Regions from separate parts of the Mus musculus genome. Here region 2 is linked to region 1. A link is a contact called in public HiChIP or PLAC-seq data. All regions are on one chromosome and are shown on one strand. The core of a region is the stretch at or near the end of the contact, and the rest is flanking DNA. Distances in the headings are between cores, read along the strand shown. Region 1 overlaps Crim1 (cysteine rich transmembrane BMP regulator 1 (chordin like)). Region 2 overlaps Crim1 (cysteine rich transmembrane BMP regulator 1 (chordin like)).

Region 1 (6,059 bases), core at 2,244-4,743:
ACAGTGGGATCGTGTGTTGGACATGGAGATGACTTGGTTGGTAAGGTCACGTGACTTGTTTTCTGTCACTTAACTTATGACTGCTCCCTCCTTTTTCTGTTGGACAGCATGCTACTCTACCACGTCTATACTTCAGGCAGGGACAAATGTCATCTGTAAACCTCGCCCTCTCTTGCAACTGCTGCCATCAATCCAACAACCAATAAGCTTAAAGCTCGGTAGAAAGTGAAACAGCATCTAGCCTGAAGAGCAATAGACATTCAATAACACACACACACACACACACACACACACACACACACAACTTCTGACATCACTCCTAAGAAGGTCATGAAATCAAGGTTCAGGCAGGTCAAGCTAACTGTCCGAGATCATAAAGTTGGTGAACGGGCTGGGTTGACTCTGGTCTATCTGGTTCGTGAACCTCTGTCACAATGCGACTCTTGAACGAGGAATGCTTGCTGTTGGAGGCGTGCAACTCCTGAGTTGATTTATCTGGGCTTAACTTCTCTCCTGACTACAATGGTGGTTTCTGTTAAACCCCCATCACTGAACTCTCTCTTACCCAGTCCTTTTTTTCGTCATGGCTTGATCCTGGGAACCTCAAAGTCTACAAGCCCGGGCCACACGGGAATTAGCTCTACTCTCAAAACACCTAGCCGAGAACATTCATAATATAATCCCTAGACTATCTAGTGAAGAGACTGCGAGTCAGCGAGCAGTCCCATACTGAGACACCCTCCCACCGTCAGTAGAGAAACCCTCAACGTGCTGAGAAAGAGAAGGTTAATCTTGGTGATGGGGATCAACTTGGTCTTTGTAAAGTACACCCAGCAGACTTCTTACCTGGGAAACGCAAACCCTGATTTATAATAAAGAAAAGACCTAATGCTACCTGCACATAGCACTGGATCATTACAGTGGCTTATTTGTTATAATTATCTTGTTTGTTTCTTTGAGACAGGTTTGTTTCCTGTGTAGCTCAGGTTGCTCTAAGCTATCTATGTAGCTGAGGCTGACCTTAAACTTCTGATCTTCCTGTTTCTTCGTTCCAAGTGCTGGGATTACGATATGAACCTGTAAGGTTCATAGTTACCTCTCCAACTGAGTCCTAGCCGAACATTCTATTATATTGTATTCTCTGAAGGTTTGGTATATACCACCATCTTCCAACTCTTGCTAGTTCTTGATGCTCTTTAACATTCTCAACACTGTCATTTCCTGAAGTGTGTTCGGCACTTTAAGTCTGGAGAGACGCTGTACATTGGCGACGGCCATCGGACAGGGCAAGCTACCTAGACAGTGCTAACCGTAAGTGAACACAAGTGGATCAGGATTTTAAATCTTGGAAGTGTCCAAGAATGTTGAGAATGAAGGCTTAGTTTACCAAATGCTATTTCAACTTTTCTCAAGAGAATCATCCTGGTTTCCCCTTAACTAACACAATTAGCAGACACTAAAACATCCCGAGAATCGTGTTCTTAGGAAACACTGTTTTAAATGGTGGTGCGGACCGTGCCTTAAGATTTTTAAACTTAAACGCTCAAGTGTAGTAGTTGCTACTGTCCATCACCCTTGAACCCACTCTTCCTCTCCCTCCCCCATCTTTTGCCAGTGTTGGCCCCGTCAGTCTTGGCTACTTACATGGGTTCTTTCCAGGAGGATGTTTGCAGCTACCTCTTCGGCTGCTGCGTAAGACTTTTTTTTATTTTTGTTTAGAGAAATGGCCTCACTATGTAGCCCTGGCTGGCCTGGAACTCACTACCTAGACAAGGCTGGCCTTGAACTCAGAGAATTGCTTGCTTCTCCCTTTTGAATCCTGGGATTCAAGGTGTGTGCCAACATGCCCAGCTGATGCAAAAAACATTTTTATAAGCACGAAGTTAACTATCCTTTGATGCTCACACGGACCTTTCCCATACAACTTCCTGAAAAGGAAAGGGGGCAGATTTCTCAGGTATGACCAGGTGTCCTGGCTCTTCTGGAATCATCTTTACTACACTGTATTTTAGCAGGAGATAGAGAATTCATTTAAAACTCCCAATTCCCATCAGACTTTGCTGACAAGGCTTAGCTCTGTGTGCTCCTCTGTTCCTTTATGTTTTGGGATCTTTTTCTCTTTCGGGTTCTTGTCAGTCTTTTGGAAGAATCTAAACATCAAATACCAAATTCACTTCTATTTCTCTCTTGTTTTCTTACACACACATAAAAATATGACTTTCACATCATAGCCAAATGCTACTTTGTGTCTTAAAGGTTGTTTTTTTTTTTTAAACATGCTTCGCAATCTGGCCTGTTTTGAAATAATCTATAATTCAACATTGATTTCCTCTTTGAAGTTTTTCAGTTAAGTGTTGTAAAATTTCTGTGCTGCTAAGCTGGGGGGAGAGGAGCTCTCCTTTTGTTTAAATTTACTGATTTGTCACTAGAAACGCACATGCTGTGCAATGTTTTGGTTTTGTTAATTTCTTAAGATTTTGTGGGATTTTTTCCCCCTTTGCACACATGTGTGTACAGATGCAGTTTTGTGGGCAATTTTAAAAACACACGTGTTAGAAAGTAACATATACTCTACTGAATGCAGACTTTATATCATCCGTGTCTCACTCGAACTTTCGGTCAGATTTCTGCAAGCTCTCCCATGAGTCAGTGACTTCACCCAGCTCTGCTGTTTACCATCTCTCTTCAGAGCTGTGCTGTTAATAAGATGATTGGCAGGGACAAGGCTCAAGTCTTACACTGAGTTGGTAGACTGTGAAATGATGCTTTCAAAGAACTGAGATTTGTAGAACCTACAGATTCCTCCTTATCTCCTAACTGCTAATAGTTGCTTTTTTGCCCCCTCTCTGTGTTTGCTCAGCATCCAGCACGCACTCCACTCACTGGGTTACCATGGCATCAGCAACTGTTGGCTTGGCCCCTTCTCTCTGAGCCTGTTTCAAGTGCATAAGTTCTCTTGGAAATCTTTATTTATTCTTCTACATCTCTCCTGTTTGTTTTTAATTAAAAAAAAAAAGGAAACTGTAGCCATATCGCCAATTTCCCACGAATGAGAAAGGCATTACTTTAGTTTCAATTTTTTTTTAATCTATTTGAAAAGAGGTCCTTCTATACTCTTCCCCAAAAGCATTTAACAAATCTATATATAGTACTTCAACTAATTAGCAAGCTTTTATGTCTGGTTGCCATGGTAACATTGCAACTGGCATCTTATAAAAAAAAATTGCCCCAGATATATAGAGACTAAAGTGACAATATGGCTCTCAACAAAAATAATTAAAGAAAGATAAATTAGTTTCACCATATTAGTAATCTTTCTTTGGGGGTTGGTATGGTTATCTAGTATAAACTGATATAATAGTAATTATTATTATTATGCAAAGTGTTATCCCAGCCTAATCACTTAAATCTCCATGATAAGACAGTGGTTGCTTCTAGGTCTTTGCCAGGACAGGATACCAGGCAGAGAAAGTAAAACCGAAACTCCAAGTGGGCAAATGCATTTCAGAGTTTTCTGCTTGAAACTAGGTTTTTAAGTAAAAGGAAAATAACAGCTACTCGATGGTAAGTGGGGGGGAAAAAGAAACTTTAAAAGAGATAGGTAAAGTCACCCGGCCAGATTCTTCTTATCCTTGTGTATTTTGTCGAGGTCCATCTGATGGTGAAGCCTTTCTTCTACTTCAAAATCCATTGACACGGTCACTTTAAATAGCAGCAGGATGCTACACACTAGTTCCTACAGAGCAAGCAGCATAATGCGGACAAGGAAAACATGGAGTCTACTGCAGAGTTAATGCTGCAGGGTCCTCCTCCAACACTGACCCTGACTCCTTCTGCCTGTGGGCAGTAAACCCACCTTACAGGTACACCTCACTCTGACACATCTCTGGGAGTGCCAATTACTTCTAGGATAACTCAAAGGACCCCAGATTTGAATTCTTTGGACACTACAGAATTCAGTAAAAACACAGAGTATAAAGCCAAGAGGCAAAGAACCTACTACACTTGTGTGCCCCAGATCTCACTGCGGTGTACCTTACACTCTGCAGACTGGGAACAGTCTATGATCTTGACCTTGGCTGTCACAGGGGCCCTCGGCCACTTGATAGATCCTGTGATAGCGGACTAGTCTGTACAGTCCTCTGTGTCTGTCTTTCACTCATTCAGTTGACAAACATTAACTGAATGACTTGAACACGAAAGGAGCAAAGTCCTTGCTTTCTGGGATTTATAGCTCGAGAGGAGAGGACAGAGGCATTCAGACAAACGGCTTCTCAGCATAGTGCCAGGTGCCAATAAAGGCTCTGAAGTGTAATCAATAATGCAAGGGCCCTGCCTTATCCAGCAGAGTCCTTCAAGGCAGCAAAGGAAGAGAAAGCAGGGTGTGGTGGCACATGCGTCTGATTCCAGCACTCAGGAGATAGACAGAGTCAGGATACCACAAGTCTAAGCTCAGCCTGGTCTACACGGTGAGTTCGAGGACAGCTAAGGGATGGACCGTGAGAGCCGAGGGGAGCATATAAATACACATAGTAGCCAAGAGTGTTCCAGGACCAGGAAACGTTAAGAAAAAAACAAATAAACAAAACCTCTAAAGCAAGCTAGAGCTGACTCTTAAGAAGGAATATACACACGTCAGGGTTATGAAGAAGAAATCTAAACTGAGGTATAATAACATGTAGAGAATACCAATAAAACCTCACAATGCTAACACTGATGGGTGATATTTCTTATTAAGAATACCGTTGCCAAAGTTACGCTTAGAGAAACAGAAGAAAAAAAAATCTCTCCTAATTGAGGGCCTCCTGCAAGTTAGGCCTGCTGGTACCCATTTCAACTGGCCTACGAGCTTCTCAGTGAAAAAGAAATTACATTTTCATCTCTACCCTGCAGATGACAAGACAGACCCAGGGAGGCCAAGACCCGTGGCTGAGGACACATTAGGAGTGGCTAAGCTGCCAAAGTCCACAATTTTCTCTCTAGCTACTCCATAAAGCCAAAAGCACGGGTTCCCTGTTTGGCCTGTGTAGGACGCACATTTAGGCCCTGGCTGTGTTTTTGCTCAAATGCACAACCCATCATGACGTTGCAGTGGTAAGGAATACACTGTTTCTGGTTAGGCCTCACGGCCACACTGTAAGCTGTCCTGTTTCATTTGCTCTTAGCCAGAGAGACAGCACTGGGGACAATGCTTCCCTGTGTGCAGTGATAGGCTATTCTAAAGGCTTCTATAACAAATGTGATGCACATGTCATTCCTAGGGTTTTTTTTTTTTTTTTTTTCAGTTTAGAGGCCGACTCCTTTAAAAGCTACACTGGTGAATTCTTTTCAGTCACATTCCATGATTTTATCAGAACCTTTTTTGGCAGGCTTTGCTGTGAAGACTTGTTCTACACAATCATAACCCCAAGGGGCGAAAATTAGGCTTTTGTTGACACAGTCCCAGACATACTTCATATTTCAGCTCCTTCAGAAACTTGTACTTTCCCAGCCCTTTCTTTTACTCTAGGGTTGAGTTTGAACAGCAGCAGAATCTATGCTGGGACCACTTATTAAAGATGCCATATTAAAGTATTTTCAGTTGCCTCATAAAATCCCCCCTGCGTCACAGTGCAACGTAACTCAGCCCGAATACAAAGGAGAAAGTAATAAGGTATTTATTTACACAACTACAGCCTGTAATATTTTAATTCAGCGGTTCTAAACCCTGGCTGCACGTTAAAATCACTTACAAAGCTTTTAAAAACACCACTGTCCAGAAAGTACCTCACGTCAACGACATCTGAATGCGTGGAAGACGACGGGGCATGTGTGTGTATTTCAACAGCTCCCAGGCAATCTGTTGTGTCATTCAGGCGAAGAAACACTTCCCTACACCTTCAGCAAACTGAAAATCCTTACAAGCACATTCACCATGGATACAGAATTTGACCAAGGGAGTCTTCAAACACTCAAGGCAAACCCCAGTGCCCTTTGAAACTGGCCAGCTCAGAGCTCTGCATGTTACATGTCAATACATGTCTAGGTTCCCTTGGACCGCAGAGCTTGCCTAACCCAAG
Region 2 (5,371 bases), core at 1,946-4,445, 77 kb before region 1:
TAGTGGTCACTGGGAGAGATGAGAGGTGTTTTCCTTTTTTCCCTTGATCTTACCTAAGCAGTAGGGGCAACACTGGCCTTTCCTCAAAACAGGTCTTTCACAGGCCACGGAAGGGCAAGACTCAGAGTAGCAGCTAATTGCGCTATCCACGCACACGCAGCTGGTGCAGGCGTCGGGCTTCCAGGACTCAGCCGCCAGGAAGATATCTCCTTCATCATTCCTGCAGTAGCTAGGCACGCTCTCATTATGGGATGTGGAAGGCTGAGGAGGGTCATCTGGAAAAATCGAACACACAGTGTCAGCAAAGACAACGCTGCGGGCTAACAGCTACACAGCATAGTTAAGTGTCAGGCTGGCTTACAGAGGCACTGCTCTCTAAGGCTCTGGGTACCTCATTAAAAAACAAAACAAAACAACAACAAAAAAAAAATACAGTCGGTCCTAAGATCAGGAAGCCTGCTTCTAGGAAGGTCTTGTATTCTAAAACAGAGGAACAATCGCTGCAATTCTGTCTGGAGCCTGTGCAGGGTCTCCTCTAGCCTTCTTCCTTACCTTAAGGAAAGTCTGTGTTTTCTTTGGAGGCTCATGGGACTTGGATCACAATGGATCAACCAGGAAATCCTGTCCATGATTTCCCAGGCTGCCTTGCAACTGGGGGTGGGGTGGGGTTGGGACACCTGATCTAGCTCCAGCTCAGGGCTAATGAAGGGATTTTTAGGGATGCTTCCACTTTCTCTTGAGGGTGGAGGCACTGCTACCACCCTCCTTCCACATTCTGCCTGCCTTGAAGGTGATAGTTCTGGAGTCAAACTTGTCTTAGCCAATGGGCCACAGAGTCGATTGTGCTCCATGGTTGCCACCTGCTTATTCTAAAGTATGAAAAATAAACCACAATTTGTTTAAAATTCATAGCTAGATTCTCTTACTTGCAGCCAGCTCAGTCCTAACCATTCAATACTCAAATACATCTTCCCTGCAAACTTGTCTATACACCAGATCTGTGACATTCCTAAGTTTAGACATTCCCGTTAGTGAAGGAGGGGCCAGCAACCCAGGTCACACAGAAGGGCACCACCCAGGAAAACCATATGCTAGCCCCGGCGTGGTGGACCTATGGGAGGTCTCCACATCACATGACAGACTGAAATGGAACAGAGGGTCACCAGGAAACCCAAGCTTCTCTTGGCTATCCAGAAATTAATGAAAATTAAGCCTAAGAAGAAACCTGAGCTTTGTAAAAGGGACATGTAACGAAGCGAGGTCCAAACTTTAGGAACGTCACAGTCTCTAATGGCCGTGTGCCAAGCAACACCCTCCCCCAACCACCTTTCCTCAGTGGACGCACAGCGGGGAGTTATCTTGTGTGCCTCTGAATCAATATCAAGAACCGTGCTATTCTCAGCCACGAGACAGAAGGATGAGACAGACATGACGTTATCACAGGCTGTAGAAGCTCTGATATGTAGCATCTTTCTTTTGTCTGCTTCATGAACACACTACACCCTCTGGTGAGCACATCTGATCCTCGTTGGTTCCCACTGGCCTAACTCACTACAGGGAGCCCGTCTCGTGGGTCGCTCCTCACAGCCCAACCAGATTCTGTAAACAGAGAAGGAAGGGTGGGAGTCGGCTCCCAGAGCCCCTTCTGAGGTCATCTGCGGCTAGAGAGAACGTCTTTAAGAGAGAGGCGACTGCTAACTTTGGTTTTGTCTGGAACTAAGCTCTATGCCCTGAAGTCCCAAGGACCCTGCAGGATGCATTAGCCTAGTTCTTGCAAGCAATGTCCAACTGGGGAAATTGTGCTGGGGCCACGGGTGTGCACCATCATGGCTGTCTCTCTCCTGTTAGGATTTTGGGCAAATATCATACTGGTACCCTCCTCCCTCTTCAGGATCTACTTCTGTGGAGGGCCATGCTCTAAGGCAGAATGGGAAAGGATCCCAGAGAAGCAATCACCACACAGACACAGGTCTTGTAGACACAGGTCTACATATCCTTTTGAGGCCATTTAGAATGTGGTAACCTAAGGCTGGTCTTTTGCTGGATGTGCAATACAGCACTTGGGGATGCTGTTCTCCAAATTTATTGTGATGTAAAAAACCACCGACATCTCTAGTTTAAGTTCAGGATACTGGGAGAGAGGCAAACATGGTGGCTTGCATTTATAATTTCAGCACGTGAGAAGCTGAAGCAGAATGGCTAAAAAAAAAATGTTTTTATTGCAGCAGTCTAGATATGAATAGAAAGCCCCAAAAGATCCACTGAGGAGTTAGTAGCTCCTTTAAATACAGCTTGGCCTGGGTAGGCCCTTATTCACATATGCAAAAGTAACCTTTGGAATACTTTTATATATATAGAAAAAAACTTCAAAGGTTAAGACTGAGTTATCCTATCTCTATATGGAAAGGAATAATACTAGTCACCCTGGTATAATTTATAAATGAGAACAAATCAGGTATAATACACAGAGAAAAGCAGAAAGCCACAGCTAGCTCGACAGGAACCCAGGGGCCTCTGTGATGTGGTTTTTTGTTTTGTTTTGTTTTTCCGAGATAGGGTTTCTGTGTGTAGCCTGGGCTATCCAGGACTTCTCTTCGTAGACCAGGCTGGCCTAAAACTCTCAGAGATCTGCTTACCTCTGCCCCTGCCCCCTGAGTGCTGGGATTATAGCTCAGCCTGTAATGCAGACTCTTATTTTGAAGCAGGGGGCCCAGCCCTGGCCTGGGACTTCTCTATGTCCTCTAACTGCATGAAATCTCTGAGTGCAGTCAGGTGTCCCACCAAGGAATTTGGGCTTGCTGTCCCAGAGAAGTGTCTTCCACACAGCCTGTCCCCCAGTCACTGAGTCCCTAGCCCGGGTACACAGAGCACTTTTTCTCCTCTAGCATCTCCTGAGCCACCTGCACTTGAGCACCCCCCCTCCCCCGCTGTTTCGTGAACTGTTATTATTTTTTTTTAATGTGGAACAACCACATGACACCAGGAGGGGGGGTTATTTCTCTCTCTCTCTTTTCGGCTATTGCTCCACAGGATATGTGTGTGAGTGTGTGAGTGTGTGTGTGTGTGTGCACGTGTGTGAGGATTCCCATGGTTGATTCCAGGCATTCCAGAAATGCCTACAAACCAAGTAAGTAAGTGGGTATGTGCTCACTGTCACTGACGACTTCCTGTCAGGAGGATGTGGGGGTTCAGACATCTTCCTTTATAAACAGCAGCAGGACTTCCATATAAAGCAGTGACAACCACACGGTGGGAACAGGTCACACACATCCTAAAGATGTAACATGTATGGACATCTAATACCAGACCAGATTTTTACACTAGTTAGATCTGCCAGAATAGTATGACTACTTTTTACACACACAGATCTCTCCCAAGATGATACCGTGGCTCAAATGTAGTTACTGAGTGTGACGGACATAGAAACAGAAACAGAACAAGCTCCTGGAAGGTAACCCAGCAATCAGGGTAACAACGGAAGTAATAAAACATGAAGGTTTATGTTTCCCTGCGCAAATGTGCATCGAGTGTATGCTTGGAAGGGAAGTGGTTACAGTTTTAGTTAAGAAAAAAAAAACTGAGAAAATGAACAAACACCAAATAATAAAGCCAGCTGCTTTCGTGACTTTTTTGTATTGAATCAAAATGAGTCTGTTTTTAAAAAGTCATCTATTCTCGAGTTAATAGAATTACTATTTTAGTTATAAAACCAGTAGTGTAGCTCACATCTAATACCTAGCTCACATCTAATACTTTTTACACTGTAACCCATTTCTTTCATGACTAAATTTACCTGCTATGATCTGAGAAATCACAGGAAGAACACGGTAGCAGACCACAGCCCCTCGACATTCTTGGTCTTAACGTATTAGTTACAGGACGGGGAGGGCCCGTGAATGCTTTCACAGTATTTTTACAACCTGCATAGTTCCAGGAAGTTTCATTTGTATTATTTTCCAATATAACTAGTTTTTACATTTGTTAAGAGACATACTGTCGCTGGTGAGACGACATTTTACATAGCAAAGTCATTGGGGATAACCTGGTATAGAGGGACTTCCTGTACTCTGTGAACAATCTTAGTCTGAGCTGTAAGGGTAAAAGAGTTAAAAAGCCAGTCCTTCTCTTTCAAAGTCACCCCCGATGCCACGCTCGTTGGCTGTATTATGTGGGTGATCACAGGGAATAGACTGGGGAAGTGGGCAGCCAGACGTTCCCGCACAGGTTCATGGGTTGAACACAGAGCTCACCCTAACATGAAAGTCTACAGAACCATCAGGCAAAGCTGCATCCTTTCCTCCACATGTGCGCTGTGCCACCATTCTGGTTACCTGTACACTGTGGGCAGCAGGAGTCCTGGGTGCGGGAGGGGTTCTGGCAGAGCAATGGTGGGCACACCTCCGTCTCACACAGCACTCGACCACTGTGACAGGTGCACTGTGTACAGGAGTCAATGTTCCAAGTTTCCCCTTCCACAAAGTACTCTCCTCCGGGGGCGTGGCAAATAGAAGGGGTGCTGAGCTCCGGCTTCTGCACTACAAAGTCATCTGAGGAATGACACAGAATCAAAACACGAGGAATTAATCACCTGCGGTTTCTTCAACTCCCAAAGGAACTGGCGGCGTTTGTTTTAAGGGAGCGAGAAAAAGCCAAGTGTCTGAAGAGTTTCTCTCACCCTATTCTTATCCCACCAATAGGAAAGGAAAGAACAATTTCCATGCCAAGAAACAGGAGACAAAGAGCTAATCTCAGGAAGCGAGGTTCGAGTGGCTGAGTCTGTCGATAGTCCTGAGAGAATTCAATAAGAATTAAATTCCATAGGCATTCTCTCGCCGGAGCATCTCTGCGAGTGTGCAGGAGTTGTCTAGAATAAAGACTGCTCATTTACTGAATGCTTGTTATGGTCCAATTATTTCCAGGCTGGGCACCTCTCACTTATTTATTTCATTTTGTTTCTTCCTTCCATTGACCTTGTGAGGGAGGCACTAGTATTCTATTCTGCCTATTTCCAAAGCTACCGGCTCAGAGCATTAAGCACAGTCAAGGGGCTGGAACCAAAGTCAATGGTTATTTGGATAATGGATATGCCTCTAGATTAAACAAAACTTCCAAATGATGGATGTCCTGTCTACTTTATTATCTTGGGATTCTGAGCACTTTTATTCCTGGAAATGTGGCCCACGGTCAGGAAGCCACACCTCACCTCAGCCAACTGCCAGTACCCCGAGCAGGACGGGAATGTACCTACAGATTCAACAGTCTGAAACCCCTCACCTGAGACTAAACATTTGGTGGACAGCACCATCATCAACCAGATGCATACCCGGAGGCTGATGTGGGTGACTTCTTTTCCCAGTGGTGAGGTGGCTTT

Evidence for each region. HiChIP or PLAC-seq counts read pairs in DNA pulled down with a chosen protein or histone mark.
Region 2: a contact with region 1 is called in a BATF HiChIP or PLAC-seq map of CD8 T cells, with 14 read pairs. The contact joins two enhancer-like sites. A contact is called at or near these places in 1 of 484 Hi-C or Micro-C datasets (nephron progenitors), 2 of 115 datasets of contacts at active chromatin or transcription factors (CD8 T cells and effector CD8 T cells) and 2 of 9 other capture datasets (adipose tissue and liver).

The regions. Positions count from the first base shown.
Region 1 is chr17:78,272,230-78,278,288 of GRCm38.p6, reverse strand. All of the region lies in intron 2 of Crim1 (cysteine rich transmembrane BMP regulator 1 (chordin like)), which reads right to left. Among named protein-coding and RNA genes, the nearest start is that of Gm41620, 6.1 kb to the left of the region's middle. Within about 2 kb of position 3,493, at least 62 of the 459 cell types and tissues checked have an H3K27ac peak or open chromatin away from gene starts, as enhancers often do. A contact at or near this core is called in CD8 T cells, where this site is marked.
Region 2 is chr17:78,349,860-78,355,230 of GRCm38.p6, reverse strand. It overlaps Crim1 (cysteine rich transmembrane BMP regulator 1 (chordin like)), which reads right to left. Exons shown (of 17, transcript NM_015800.3): 12 at 4,332-4,547; 13 at 54-275. Among named protein-coding and RNA genes, the nearest start is that of Gm52306, 18 kb to the right of the region's middle. Within about 2 kb of position 3,195, at least 50 of the 459 cell types and tissues checked have an H3K27ac peak or open chromatin away from gene starts, as enhancers often do. A contact at or near this core is called in CD8 T cells, where this site is marked.